Linked DNA regions of Zea mays: region 2 is linked to region 1. A link is a contact called in public Hi-C data. All regions are on one chromosome and are shown on one strand. Each heading gives the region's core, a stretch centred on a gene start, on an enhancer-like site or on the middle of the called end of the contact. The rest is flanking DNA. Distances are from core to core; before and after follow the strand shown.

Region 1 (6,614 bases), core at 207-2,706:
TAAGCTAAGATATCCGGCAGCTCTATGCGAACATCAAACAAACCGTATTTGGCTACTAGGAAATTTTCAATCTGTTAATCATGAGAGAGAAAGTAAACGAATAACAGAGGCACTAATATTCCATCATCCTTAGATTAAGCCATGAATTCAGCTATAAATGATCTGAAATTCGAACACACATGATAACTTTGCCTTTTGTATATTCTGTATATCAAGTACTTGCCTTTTAATACTCCATTTCAGCATGCCCAATACAAGTAAATTAAGAAGAACGAAAACACATGCTTAGATACACAATTTTGCCTCAGACAGGTTCACATAAGATACCAGTCTACCAGAGACAGCATGCAAATGAAGCAGATGAGTATGATTGTTCATACTTACAAGCGGAGGGATGCAAATCAACAGAAACGAAACTCATGATCCCATCTGCCACTGTATCAGTCAAAAGATTAGACGATTAATGCTTGCAACATAAAGAAAGGAAAGTTCTGCAAGGTCTTAAATTCACTCCAACCTAGTCAGTGGAGATAACGATACCTTAAGAACCGGCTCTCCACCTTGGTTTGATGCCTTTGATTCCTTCATTGCTTTCATTTGTGCTTTGGCTGCCCTTCCAGCTGCCGATTTCTCATAGTCCTGCTGTCTGAAGGTTGAAAAAAAAATAAGGTCACAAATAGGAAAAAACTACTTCAGATCAAATAATCTACAGTATAATCAAACAAAAAACGGAATAGGAATCTTCACAAACAAAAGTCTTTCTCCTAAAGTTCTGAGCTTTCCGATTGTGGTAGTGATGATTTAACTTTTAAGGGTCATAATGATTCCTCTCAGTGACACCTGAGCCAGGATTGGTGGATTGATTCCCTATCCAAGCCAAAATCAATGGCAATTGGTGCCGACTGAACAAGAGGTACGAGCAGGATCTAGGCTACCACAGTGGCACCTCTACAACAGCCGAGCTCGATTCAATTCGATTCGAGAAGGAGGAAGGCGGCCATCACAATCTGATTCGATCGAAGGGCCCCTCAATCCAACGTATTGGAGTTGGGGGTGCCCGATCAAATCCCGAAATCCGATAAACCCTCAACCCGAGCGCGTCCTGCGGATCAACCTAGAACCAAGTCAACCAACCTATGGAAGGGAACTAGTCGTGCCCAATAACCAACGGGAGGAACGCTGCCATGATGATGATCTAACTAATCCTGCGCGGCCGGCCCGGGGTGATGGTTGGGACTTTGAGACGGTTACCTTACCTCCTCTGCGCGGCCTCGGCGGCCTTGGCGCGAGCATCCTGCGACTCGCGCCGGTCCGCCTCCGCCCGCCGCTCCTGCTCCGCCGCCTTCGCGGACCCGAAACACGGGCACTGCCCCATCCGCCTCTCTCAGCTGGCTTCAGATTTCGTGAGTTTCTTCACTCGAGCTTGCTTTGGGGATATGCGAAGGAATCAGAGGTCGATGCGCGCACGGGCGTTGCCGCAAACCCAAACCCAAAAAGGAGGAGGGAGGGCCCTTCGAGGTTCCTGGAAGCCGCGTGGGCCCGTCACACAATAGGCGGTTAATTTGGCTTGAAACGGCATGTTTGTTTTTTCAGTTCGAAACGGAGATAATAAAACGGATTATTCACAAAACAAACGTCACTCCTTTCAACGACAAACACGACATGCTCATGCCGTCTAGATGGAAAGGCAACGACTGCTCTGTACAAATGTGTCAGCAAACCATCTGATCCATTAAATTACGATCCAATCATAGATACAACTATAGTTTGTTAGAGGTTTTTTTATAAAGATTATTGAGCTGGTGGTGAAGGATTTAAATGTTAAATGTGAACTGCGGTTAGATCACGATCTAATGGATCTGATGGTTTGCTTGCACGCTTCCATAGAAGAACTGCTTGCATAACAGTCGTTGCCAGATGGAAAAGCTTCTTATGTAATAGCTTCAATACATAGAAGTCATAAACCTAGTATATTGACATGCTACACCAAACACACGTCTCCAGTTGTATCTCTAAATCTCTCTCTATATATCTCACTTTTACATCGTCTCGACAAAATTTCATCCTCTATTTTTTCCTCTCCCGCAAAGATTTTCTCTAAATTTTCCCATATACCCACCACAACTATAAAATATTATTCTCTATACATACTTATCACTCATTATCAATTTTTCCTCAACTAGCAATTACTCGCGGCCACAAAAACCGAGGACTACACAATATTTAGGGGGCACGACAACAATGAAGGGAGAGAGAAGCTCGCTGCGACAAAGGGTGCCCAGGGGCGGAGCCAGAATTACGATATAAGGGAACCAATCAATTCATTAATATTATATGATAAAAATATTGTATATATCATCAAGTTTGAGCACTCGATATGGAATAAGAATTCTAGATCTTTATAAATTATCTTAGTTCATGAGTCCATTTTCTAACTAATTGATATATTGAACTAAAATTGTGACACAAGAATAATACCAAAACAATAAAGATGACATAACGATGAATATCCGACTGATGAGATTCAACTTTTATATAATGACTCTAGTATTCATGAGTCATCTAACAAATTTGTGAGAGAATTCAAAAATCTAACTAGCCTCGAGGATCCATGAAAATTCGTCAACTATGCAGGTACATGTCAAATTTGTCGTGTACACACCAACTATCAGGTGACAACTTTAGTTGAAATTTGTTGATTTTATTATCCACAAGATCTAGTGTAGTATGTATATAAGTTGTTGGCGCTCAGTCTGCTGCTTCGTGTGATCACCTTTGTTGGACTTTGGTTGTCGGACTATGGCAGAGGCAAGTCAAGTGGTTAGCGGCAATCGGCAGAGGCAAGTCAAGTGAGGTTCAGATACCATTGTCTACAAGCGAATTAGCTTTGGCGTTTCATGCATCGATTGGTCATTCAACGAATATTTTATCTTATATTCTTTATCTCTTTTAGACTTTGGTTGGCATATACTACAACAGAGTTATGGATCATATATTACCAACCACTATATTAAACCTTTCATTAATTGTGCTGCACAAAATTTAGAATATTTATACTTAGATACACAGAATTTAGACTATATATAATTCTCTTGTTTGTGTCTTAGCCTTCGGAGGGGCCATGGCCCCCTGGCTCCGCCCATGGGTGCCTGGTAAAGGCAAGCGTACCATCATCCGAATGGAGGGAGGGGAACGACTGTCATCGGTCTAAAACCAATACACTTTCATATTACTCCCTCCATCCATTTTCTTCATCACCGAAGAGACAACCAAATTTCCAACTTTTTTCATCGTCCACTGCTTTGAAAACCGTAGGTGACCTTTTTACCGCTTCAATCTCCGTGTGGGAGCAAATAACTGCATGACCGTTAAGTTGCTTCATTCGTTCTCACTCCTTGGCCTCAACATATTTTGAGAATATCTTAGCCACCATAGTACATTGAGTTTCTTGGTGTGGGCCCAACGATTTCAACATCCCCTGCTGTTGGGGACTTGTTCTCAAATGCTATGAGTTAAGAACAAGGCAACACAAAAAGAGGTTAATGGTTAATGCCCTTCGTCTTTCGAAGCATTATCTCCATTAGGATATAATGATCTTCGGACGAAGGTCATGAAGGACGTACCTTCATCATCGCAGTATGTATTAATGAAAGAAGAAGCATATGAAACATGAGAGATAACATGAATAATCATATGACATCATCAATATATCTTAATTATATCATCATGAATGAACGTGAACAATATTGAATTACGTTTGTACCTTCGGCTCGACAGAAGGCAAAAGTCCACGCGTGATACACGAGCGAATACAATCCAGCGTGAACAGTACGGGGTACTGTTCACCTATTTATAGGCACGGGACACAGCCCGGTCAGAATTACATTTATGTCCTTGATGACTATAGTTACAATCATGACACAAATCATCATGGACGGATCGGTCTTTTCCTCTTTAAGTCGGTGCAGCCCTTCGTCTCAAGGCATGTCGATATGCCGAAGCTCCCTGGATCGTAGCTTCGGCGTGTACCTTCGCGCTGTATTTGCTTATGTGCTGATCTTCCGAAGGTGTTTCTGCTTAAAGGACCTTCGGCGATGAAGCAGACCCCCAACAGTAGCCCCTTCGCGGTGCTAGATCGTTTTTCGTAACGAGCTTGATCCGTGAAAAATCTCCAAGGCTTTGGAATGCCGAAGGTCCGAAAAACACCTTCCCTGAGCTCGTTGCCGAGAAACGATTAAAATATTTCAAGCGCGAGTGGCCCACCACGTAGCGGGTACAAACGGTTTGATGATTCTCTTCCCAGACGCCGAGTGGCCCACCGTTCAGCGGGTGTGGGTAACTGTTCAGCGGGTGCGGGCGATTTGTCGGTTCACCTTCCCACCTACGGCACTATATAAACAGACGGGTAGGTGTGAAGTTACCACAACATTCATTGTCATTGCACTGTTGTGCTGTTGAAAATTTTAACCATAGCCGAAGCTTTTTCACTGCATTCTCGAGCGAACCATCATTTTGAATTAGCTTCGTCAAAAAAGAGAGCTTCGTAAAAAGAGAGCTTCGTCAAAAACTGTAAAAAACATCAGCTTCGTAAAAACTGCAAAAGATTCATCATCAGATGGCCAGAGTACGCTCGACTGCCAGGGTGACCCGTGAAGGAGAGGAGACTGAAGCCACCGAGACAGCTCCAATCTTTGAAGTCATGAGACAATCGAGATTAGTTGTGACAGAGGGAGCCATTGACGAAGGTGCACCTGTTGCCGAAGCTGAACAAGTTGATATTGAGGAACAAAATGCTAATGAAGAAGAGGAAGACTATAGTATTCTGATCCCATCAAAACCCAGCCACTTGGATTTTGAAAAATCTACTGTGTCTGAAGCCGACGTGCCCATGATGATGAAGCTGGGTTACTTCAGAGAAGCTGAAAAGAAGCTTATTTGTTTTGCCGGATCAGAAACCACTCCAAAGCCGAAGGACGACGAAGTAGTGGTTTTCAAAAGCTTTTTAAGGGCATGATTACGGTTTCCCTTGAACAAGATGATTGGAGAAGTTTTGGATAATTTTGAGATTTTTCTTCATCAGCTGACCCCTAACGCCATTGTTAGGCCTAGCATTTTCATCTGGGCCCTTCGAAGCCAAGGGATGGACCCAAATGTTGAAGCTTCCTGCCGAGTGCATGAGCTGCATTACCAAACGAAGGCCAGAGAAGACGGGCTACATGAAAATTTTGGTTGTTATAACTTCGCGTATCGCAAGGATACAAAGGCTTCGGTCCTTAGCTATCGCACCAAGTGGCCAACTCGCTGGAGGAGTGAGTGGTTTTATATTAAGGCTGATGAGAAGAAAAGAGGGAAACTGATGACGATGGTGATGAGCCCACTGTCCTTAAGCTTCGGGATGACCAGACCCTTGTGCAATATGAAGCCAGGGTCAGCATGCCCGCTGGCCATAGTAGAATTCAGAGTGGTGGCTGAACAAATCAGCACCAGGGATCTAGTGCAAGAATTCCTGGCCAACAGGGTATCTCCAACGTTGAGTGAATGGAGTATGCCGAAACTTAAAGGAACAAAGAAGTAGAATGAACTTGTTCGATTACCCTATTGCTTCAAGTTTGAGAAACAGTTTAAAGAGCCTTGCCAGGAATGGCTAGAGATGATTGAGACTATGTGCAATGAAATTTTGGGCAATTATACCAAAAAAGAAGATCAACTAATGACTGCAGCCTTCGACACCCGACCAAAAAGAAGGTTGAATTGGGTAATGGATGCTTTAAACTTTGAATACCCTGATTATGAACGACTAAACAAGGGTGCTGAAGGGACAAAGAGAAAAAGGGTTGTCAGTGTTCTGAGCAGACAGGCTGCTAGGATGGTGAAAGAGGAAGAAAAAGCTCTGAAAAAGAGAGAATCCAGTCCTGAGCCGAAGGTGGCGACTTCGAAGAAGAGAAAAACTGCAACTCCAGAGCCGAAGATGGCTGAGATAGAAGAGGAAGCTCCTTCAACGCCTTCTACTACCGAAGTAGAAGAAATTTTAAAGGTGATGACTGAATCCTTACCTATCAAGCTGCTAAGTCCTCTAGGGCCGCATCTGACGAAGCTTTTACAGAAGGACGAGCCTTCGGCAACGAAAAAGGCGGTTGGGCCTAAAAAGCGAAGAATTGTTACTGTTATGCAAGCTATTGAGGAAACGCCACCGTCGGCCTTAGCATCAAAGATGACACCAGCTGCCCAAGCAGATACTTCTGCCGAAGCTGCGGCTGCCGAAGCTACCAATCTGGAGAGTACATTATCTGCTATTGATAAAATGCTCTTGGATATAGCCGCAGAGGAGACTGCTGCGGCTACAGAAGAAATTATGGCCGCAGTGCCTGAGAAAGGGAAAGAAATTGCTGAAGCTGCTTCGGAATAAAAAGGCTTCAGCTTCCAAAATCTAGTTAGTCAAGAATTATCCAAGGTCGAGAAAGAGGAGCTACAGGAGTATGCTATATCCTGTGGCTACCAGCCAGGAGCCATGCTCTTTGGTGGAATAAATGAAGAAGCCTTAGGATGTATTCGAGATCGCACTGGGGCGAAGATTATCAGCACTCTGTCGAAGAGTGTTGGCTTTCCGAAGCTTG
Region 2 (7,084 bases), core at 2,503-5,002, 160 kb after region 1:
AACGTGCGGAGCCCGCTTTCCAGTGCACGACACGCGCGCGAGACTCGGGTACCGACCTGGCGGACCCACAACTCCACCGAAGCCCGCGAGAATTCCGGCGGCATCCCGTGGAAGTTTGTTAGCGCGGTCCGAGATTTGCGCCTGCGGAGGAAGACGGACCTGTCCAAGGGGTCCCACCGGCAGCGGGAGTGGCGGAGGAGAGCTGGCTGCCGAGCGGGGAAGCGAAGAGGGAAGTGCACTGGCTGACGTGCGGGCCCGATATGTCGGCGCCGGTCACCAGGCAGGGCTGCGCGGGCTGAATGAAACAGTGGGCCGAAATCGAGATCAGGGCCCAGTTAGGGTTAGGTCCACTTTTATTCTTTTCTTTTTTTATTCCTTTTCCCTTTTATTTTCAAATCTAGGATTTAAATTCAAATTTTGTACTCAATTTATCCTCAAATCATATTGTGAATCCAAGGTACAAATTTTGGAGATATTTTTAGATATATATATTTTTTATATCATTTCTCTTGTTCTTATTATCATACCCTAAATTCAAATTTAGGGTTTAATCCAACTTTTAGAATTATTATTTTATTATCATTATCCTTATTATTTTATTTAATGCACAAACTTACAAAACTCCAACAAGATGCACTTTATTTTATTTTAATATCATTTGTTTTAATTAATCACTCTTAATTATATGTATGCTTTTTTTTATGATGCAAATATGGCACACAAAATGAGAAGACCTCTATATACTCCTTGTATACAATTTTGAGTATTACATCTATGATACAAGTTGTCTTTGAAGTGCAGGGTATTTTGAGACAGGAATTTCAATTCCGCTGCGACCTACTTGAAATGTCTTTCGTTCCACTATGATCTAGTCATCGAGTAGAGTAAGAATTTCTAGTTTTTAAGTGTTATTTTTTATTCTTCTATTCACCCCACTCTAGATGACATCTAGATCTTGTTCGCGAGCAAATGGAACTTTTACATCCCTGTTCGGCAACTCTCACAACGACAACCCTTGAGTTTCTTTGGTGACTTCGAGTTAATGTGATTCGCCGGTTATTTGAAAACTGGTAAGTGATTCGAACGAGCAATTATTCTAAAGTCGTCATGTATTTAGCACATAATAAGATCCGTCGGTATAATTAAAGTACTAGAATATTTTTGAATGAATATGAAAAGAAATGGTGGACAATGCTCATTTGTGGAAAACTCACTCATGGCAAAACTGGTATGCGCGATGAGCACAAAGGATGTAGGTCACATTTTTTTTAAAAGGTCATCCTCAACAATAACAATGTCCTAACTAGATCACCAACGATGACAAAACAGATATGCACACACAAGATTACTACGGTATGTGAGATGATAGTCGCCATGAAAAGGTCAAATATACCACATGTAAATGTCTTAAGTATGCTTAAAACTAAATTGAAGGTTCATCGAACTTCTTATCTAAAAGTGACATTCAAAACATTCAGTAAGAATGCTGGAACTAGGAATGAATCCCGACACTTGTTCAAATATTATTTTTTTATTTTCCTTTTAGATTACAAATAAATATGATACATAATCTACTATACAAATATAAATATGTATTTTTTAGCATTACACTTAAGATTCATAAAAAATCAAACAACAAATTTGTCATATATTCTTAAATCATAGATATAAAATTCGAATGCAGATGTGGATTTAAATGCTTTTCATCTCTTATTTTTAGGGAACAAATAATACATAAAAAATACTTTCCTATTAATAATAATAATGACAGTTGACTTTTTTAAAAAAACTTTGACCACTCATCTTATTTAGAAAATAATGAGTTATTATTTATTTTATGATTTGTTTACACATCTTATTATTTTATCACTTAAGGTAGTTTGTGCTTGATTTAAAATTTTACATTTTTCAATAAATATCTTTGAACTAGACAAGTGGCCAAAGTTTTTTTTAAAAAATGTTCATATATTTGTAGGTAGTATATTATTGTTTTTTACAACATACTCGACAACATAACAAAAAATTAGCACAAATTCTATGCATACTTGTTTTAAGATATATTTATTGTAAAATATTAAATTTGGCCTACAATTCGAATGTCTAGAAGACCGACTCCTATTCAGCATCCATCGGATAACAATGCAGGGCAGGATTGTTCAATGGAACAGATTAATCCTTTGGTGTGATACCTAATGTCAATGCCGTACAGGCCCAGCAACATTTCACAAATAGTGCGCTAGAAGTACAATTGGAATGGATCTTCGACACATGCAATATAAGTATTAGTTTGCGACCTTAACCACCCTACATTACAGTAATCATACTACCCAGCGATGGTTGGACACAAGATAGTTTAAGCTCAACATAGGTAACTCATGATCAATATGACCAACATGGCTAAGTTCTTCATCATAAACGTAGCAGTCTTTACTAGCAGACTTCTGAACAAAACATCTAAATTACTGGAAATAAAACTACAGCCTCGCCTCTACCACATGGTCCATTCCCACCTGATTTCAGCGGTACTGCAACAAAAATATAGGCATTGCATTGGTTAAAGAGCAATAGTAAGTCAACCAAATTGGAGAAATTTCAAAAATATTGCCATGGGCAGCAAAATAATTGTAGGCACTTTATGTGCCATAGCCATACATTAATGTTTTCATGTCAACATGAAAAACATGTAACCACAATTCATTCTTTGAATAAAAAAAGACTACCAGCAAAGTGTAGGGCATGTTTCAACAAAATACCACAGCTGCACTTGCAAGAAAGGGAACAAAGTGCCAAAGAAACAGTCTAAATACATAGGAATGCCCTAAACTGCAAGATGTCGCCTAAAAGCTGGCAGTAACTAATTCATTAAAGAATTAAAGATGATAAAACAACAGATAAGTATCAGACACTTTACATCATAGAATCTTGGAGCCTTTTCCATGTTTACGATGGAGGCTAACTAAAAGCAGAATAGTGTCTAAATGGAGCTATTTCACAAATATTAACTAATGGATTTATCGGTCTTTCACTTTTTTCTTGTCGTGTTTTTTGATAGCAACTTTTCAGACTAAATATCCAATACAAAATCATAAAGCATTAATGATGCTAAGCATCATTCACACAGGAGTTTGAAGCTTATATTGCATACCTTGATGAAGCCAATGTCCTTGGCATTGCTGCGGAAGCACTGCCTGCAGCACATCAGCCCGTACTTCCTGATCAGTCCATGAGGGTTCGCACAGACACGGCTGTCAAAGTGAACAAGTTCCGCTAAGTACAACGCCACAATAAGGAGCATACCACTGCAGACTAAATAATAGTGCTTAGCTGAATTGTTGGAACTTATACTTGTGTGCCATACATGACAACAATGAACACAGACAAGTCCAGAATCAAACTGTCTGTAACCTGGGCAAACGATCCATAAAATTGGCTATAGTAAACCGCAATAATCAATTAACGTAACTAAGGAACCCTCGAATACACTACACAAACTCGAATCACATCGATCCAAAATCTAGTCCATAACTATCACCGATCGACGGAGGAACCTAAATCCACACAGAGCAAAAAATAAAAAGAAACTCCTACATCTATAAATTCGATTAAACGCATCAAAAAAAATATGTGCCGGTAAATGGAACACACGTACCAGACGCGGGATCCGGGCCCGTAGTTCTTGGGGTGCGAGTTCCAGACGTTGGAGTGCCCCATCGCCTCCTAATTCCGCCGCCGCCGCAAGCGTTCGTGGGGAAGAGATAGATGGAGTTCGGTGAGCACTGAGTAGCGGCGCCGTTGGGAGAAGCGGAATATATAGCTGACGCAGCGAGCGAAACCCTAAGCCAGGAGCAGACCCGATTGGGCCAAATGGCCCGTAGTTCCATAGTCCTGTAATTGGGCTGAAATGAACCTTCTGGGCCACATGGGCCATATGTGTCTGCGGTTTAGTCCAAGTCTCTCCCCACTCCCCAGGCTCGACGGCTCCGTTGGTTGATTCTGATTCGTCTCCTGTTGGCTGTTGCCTTCGACCGCCTCCACCTCGTCTCCGACGATGTCCTCCGTCGCCGGTGAGGGTACGTTGTGGTCCCAAATGGTGCGAACGTTCCGCGTAGCGCTGCACACCTCACACTCCAGGTTGTAGCTGCTTTTTTCTCTCTCTTTAACATCCGCTCGGTCGCGTCCGTGCGTTTCTGCCAGGGGAAGGAGAGGGAGGAGGACGGCGCCGACGGGAGGAGCCAAGGAGCCAACAACATGAGGACGGGGTCGAGGTGGCCGACGGAAAACTGGATTTGGGTGACCTTTACGGCGCGGCGGCGGGGTGGGTAGAGGCGCGGACCAGCTGCCCGCACCTCGGCACCATGCCGCCCGCTGGTGCTGAATTGCTGATGACCTTGCTCGCGTGCCTCCGCCCGACTCTCCGTGCTCCAGGTTCGGGGCACCTCCTTCCTGCTCGAATTCTCTGTAGATTCTTTGGAATTCCCCGCAGTTCAATTTTCCGGAACAACACTGAGATGATCAGTTTAACATGTAGAAGAACAAAGTTTTTTTAGTTGCTGACAAGGTGATTACTGATTGTGGATTGTCACTGAAAATGTTGTGGCCACACAATTGCATGTTCAGAATCTATCGATTGTTTCTTTGGTTCAACCAAAAGTATTATGTTATCAACTGATACAAATTGTAGTTCAGTTATGTTCATAAAAATCATTAGGTAATTTAGGTCTTCACGATTGGGTTGATCAGTGATTCACTGGGATTGGATGTTGATCTACCTGGGGCGAGCCATTAACTGTGCACTGCTCGGACTGGTGTTCATTGCATTGCTCTGCGAATTGCAAGATTGATAGCAGGATAGCTTAGCCTCTGCATAGCTCTTGCAATGCTTTCAGTGAGAGAATCTGCATTACTTGCTCCATTCATGGGAATGCACTTTGTGTCACTAAGACCGTTTTCAGCAGTTCACCTATATGGTAACCCAAAAAACACTGCTTTGCACCATAGACTGCACTGTTCGCAGAGCGGAGTATGGATATGGGGATGGGTAAGTTGCTGGAGATAACCTAAGGGATTGGTGATGGCGACTTTGCTTTAGGTTATCCTTCTGCTGATTAATTGCCTTGCTCACTAATGGTCAGTTTGAGTTGATATTAATAACTAAGTCTTGATTGAGAACCAATAAACCTGTCAAGAGGTTGCTGAAGAGGGTTCATATTCTTCTCTTGCAATGCTTTCAGCGAGGGAATCTGCATTACTTGCTCTATTCATGAGAATGCACTTTGTGTCACTAAGACCGTCTTCAGCAGTTCACCTATATGGTAACACAAAAAACACTGCTTTGCACCATAGACTGCACTGTTTGCAGAGCGGAGTATGGATATGGGATGGGTAAGCTGCTGGAGATAACCTAAGGGATTGGTGATGGCGACTTTGCTTTAGGTTATCCTTCTGCTGATTAATTGCCTTGCTCACTAATGGTCAGTTTGAGTTCATATTAATAACTAAGTCTTGGTTGAGAACCAATAAACCTGTCAAGAGGTTGCTGAAGAGGGTTCATATTCTTCTCTTGCAATGCTTTCAGTGAGGGAATCTGCATTACTTGCTCCATTCATGAGAATGCACTTTGTGTCACTAAGACCGTCTTCAGCAGTTCACCTATATGGTAACCCAAAAAACACTGCTTTGCACCATAGACTGCACTGTTCGCAGAGCGGAGTATGGATATGGGGATGGGTAAGCTGCTGGAGATAACCTAAGGGATTGGTGATGGCGACTTTGCTTTAGGTTATCCTTCTGCTGATTAATTGCCTTGCTCACTAATGGTCAGTTTGAGTTCATATTAATAACTAAGTCTTGGTTGAGAACCAATAAACCTGTCAAGAGGTTGCTGAAGAGGGTTCATATTCTTCTTCTCTGCCCCCCTCACCCCCACACACACACACCCCACCCCACTCCATGGCCCCAACCCCTACACATTTTGCCGTAAGATTTCTTGCCATAACTTGCATACCAGTAGGGTGCAATGTAAGTGCACCTAACCTTTCGAGCGTATCTGGCAAGCCAATGGTGAGTGAAAATATTGTTATACTCTATATGTAAGATGTAGATATAATTGTTCATCTATTCTTGAATTTAAAATGTAGCATTTTAATATTGATTGGAATTGATTAACATGAGCTTCAGTTCAAGAATTTTTCATTCCTTTATTTGAGTTCTGGTTGAAGAATTTGTTTTCTTCCATTATTTTGCACTGTATGCGCTGCATTGTCTCATAATGAGCCATGTGTTATGGCCCTTGAAAAAAATTTCTTTGATACACCACCAATGCTCCAATTGTTTGGAGATGGTTAGGGTATTAGGTTCATTGATTTTTGAGATACATATTTTTTCATTAACACAATAATTTGGTTGAACTGGCATCTGCCTGAAGACTTGTTCCTTATTTCAAGTGCCGAAACATCTATTGACTAGTGAGATCTGAGATGGTGATGCATTGATCCATGGTTCACTCATCACGATAATGAAAAAGTTTGTATGTTGTTTGTGCATGGATGGCATGTGTAAAACGTATCCCATTTGGACATTTTGCTTTTCTAAAAAAAATATGTTCCTTACTTGAAGTGCTGAAACACCTAGTGACTAGTGAGATCTGAGATGGTGATGCACTGATCCTGTGATCCATGGTTCACTCATCGCAATAATGTAAAAGTTGTACGTTGTGTGTGCATGGATGGCATGTGTAAAATGTATCCCATTTGGGCACGGTATATTGCTTTTCTAAAAAAATATGTTTCTTATTTGAAGTGCTGAAACATCTAGTGACAAGTGAGATCTCAGATGGTGATGCACTGATCCATGGCTCACTCATCACAATAATGTAAAAGTTTTATGTTGTGTGTGCATGGATGGCATGTGTAAAATGTATCACATTTGGGCACAGTGTCTTGATTTCTAAAAAACATATAAACTTGTATTGTTTCCCTCAAAATGTGTGTTAAGTGTACACTCGAAAGCCTGTCAAACATGATGTTGACATCTCCCGGGCTTCATTGTATATCAACTACTTGTATACTTGTTCACTAACCACAGC

The links. A called contact is a pair of places that touch in the nucleus more often than the background predicts.
Region 2: a contact with region 1 is called in a Hi-C map of leaf, with 4 times the contacts expected there. The contact joins the promoter of LOC100282513 here to the promoter of LOC100304344 in region 1. A contact is called at or near these places in 2 of 25 Hi-C or Micro-C datasets (leaf and tassel).

Annotation. Positions count from the first base shown.
Region 1 is chr6:29,783,768-29,790,381 of Zm-B73-REFERENCE-NAM-5.0, forward strand. LOC100304344 reads right to left here and starts at 1,457. Exons shown (of 4, transcript NM_001165782.1): 1 at 1,257-1,457; 2 at 541-646; 3 at 385-435. The coding sequence starts at 1,375. The coding sequence ends at 418.
Region 2 is chr6:29,943,925-29,951,008 of Zm-B73-REFERENCE-NAM-5.0, forward strand. It overlaps LOC100282513 (40S ribosomal protein S29-like), which reads right to left and starts at 3,753. Exons shown (of 3, transcript NM_001159462.2): 1 at 3,650-3,753; 2 at 3,146-3,245; 3 at 2,301-2,525. The coding sequence starts at 3,711. The coding sequence ends at 2,517. It overlaps LOC103630926 (a long non-coding RNA gene), which reads left to right and starts at 3,962. Exons shown (of 4, transcript XR_002262999.2): 1 at 3,962-4,070; 2 at 4,195-4,425.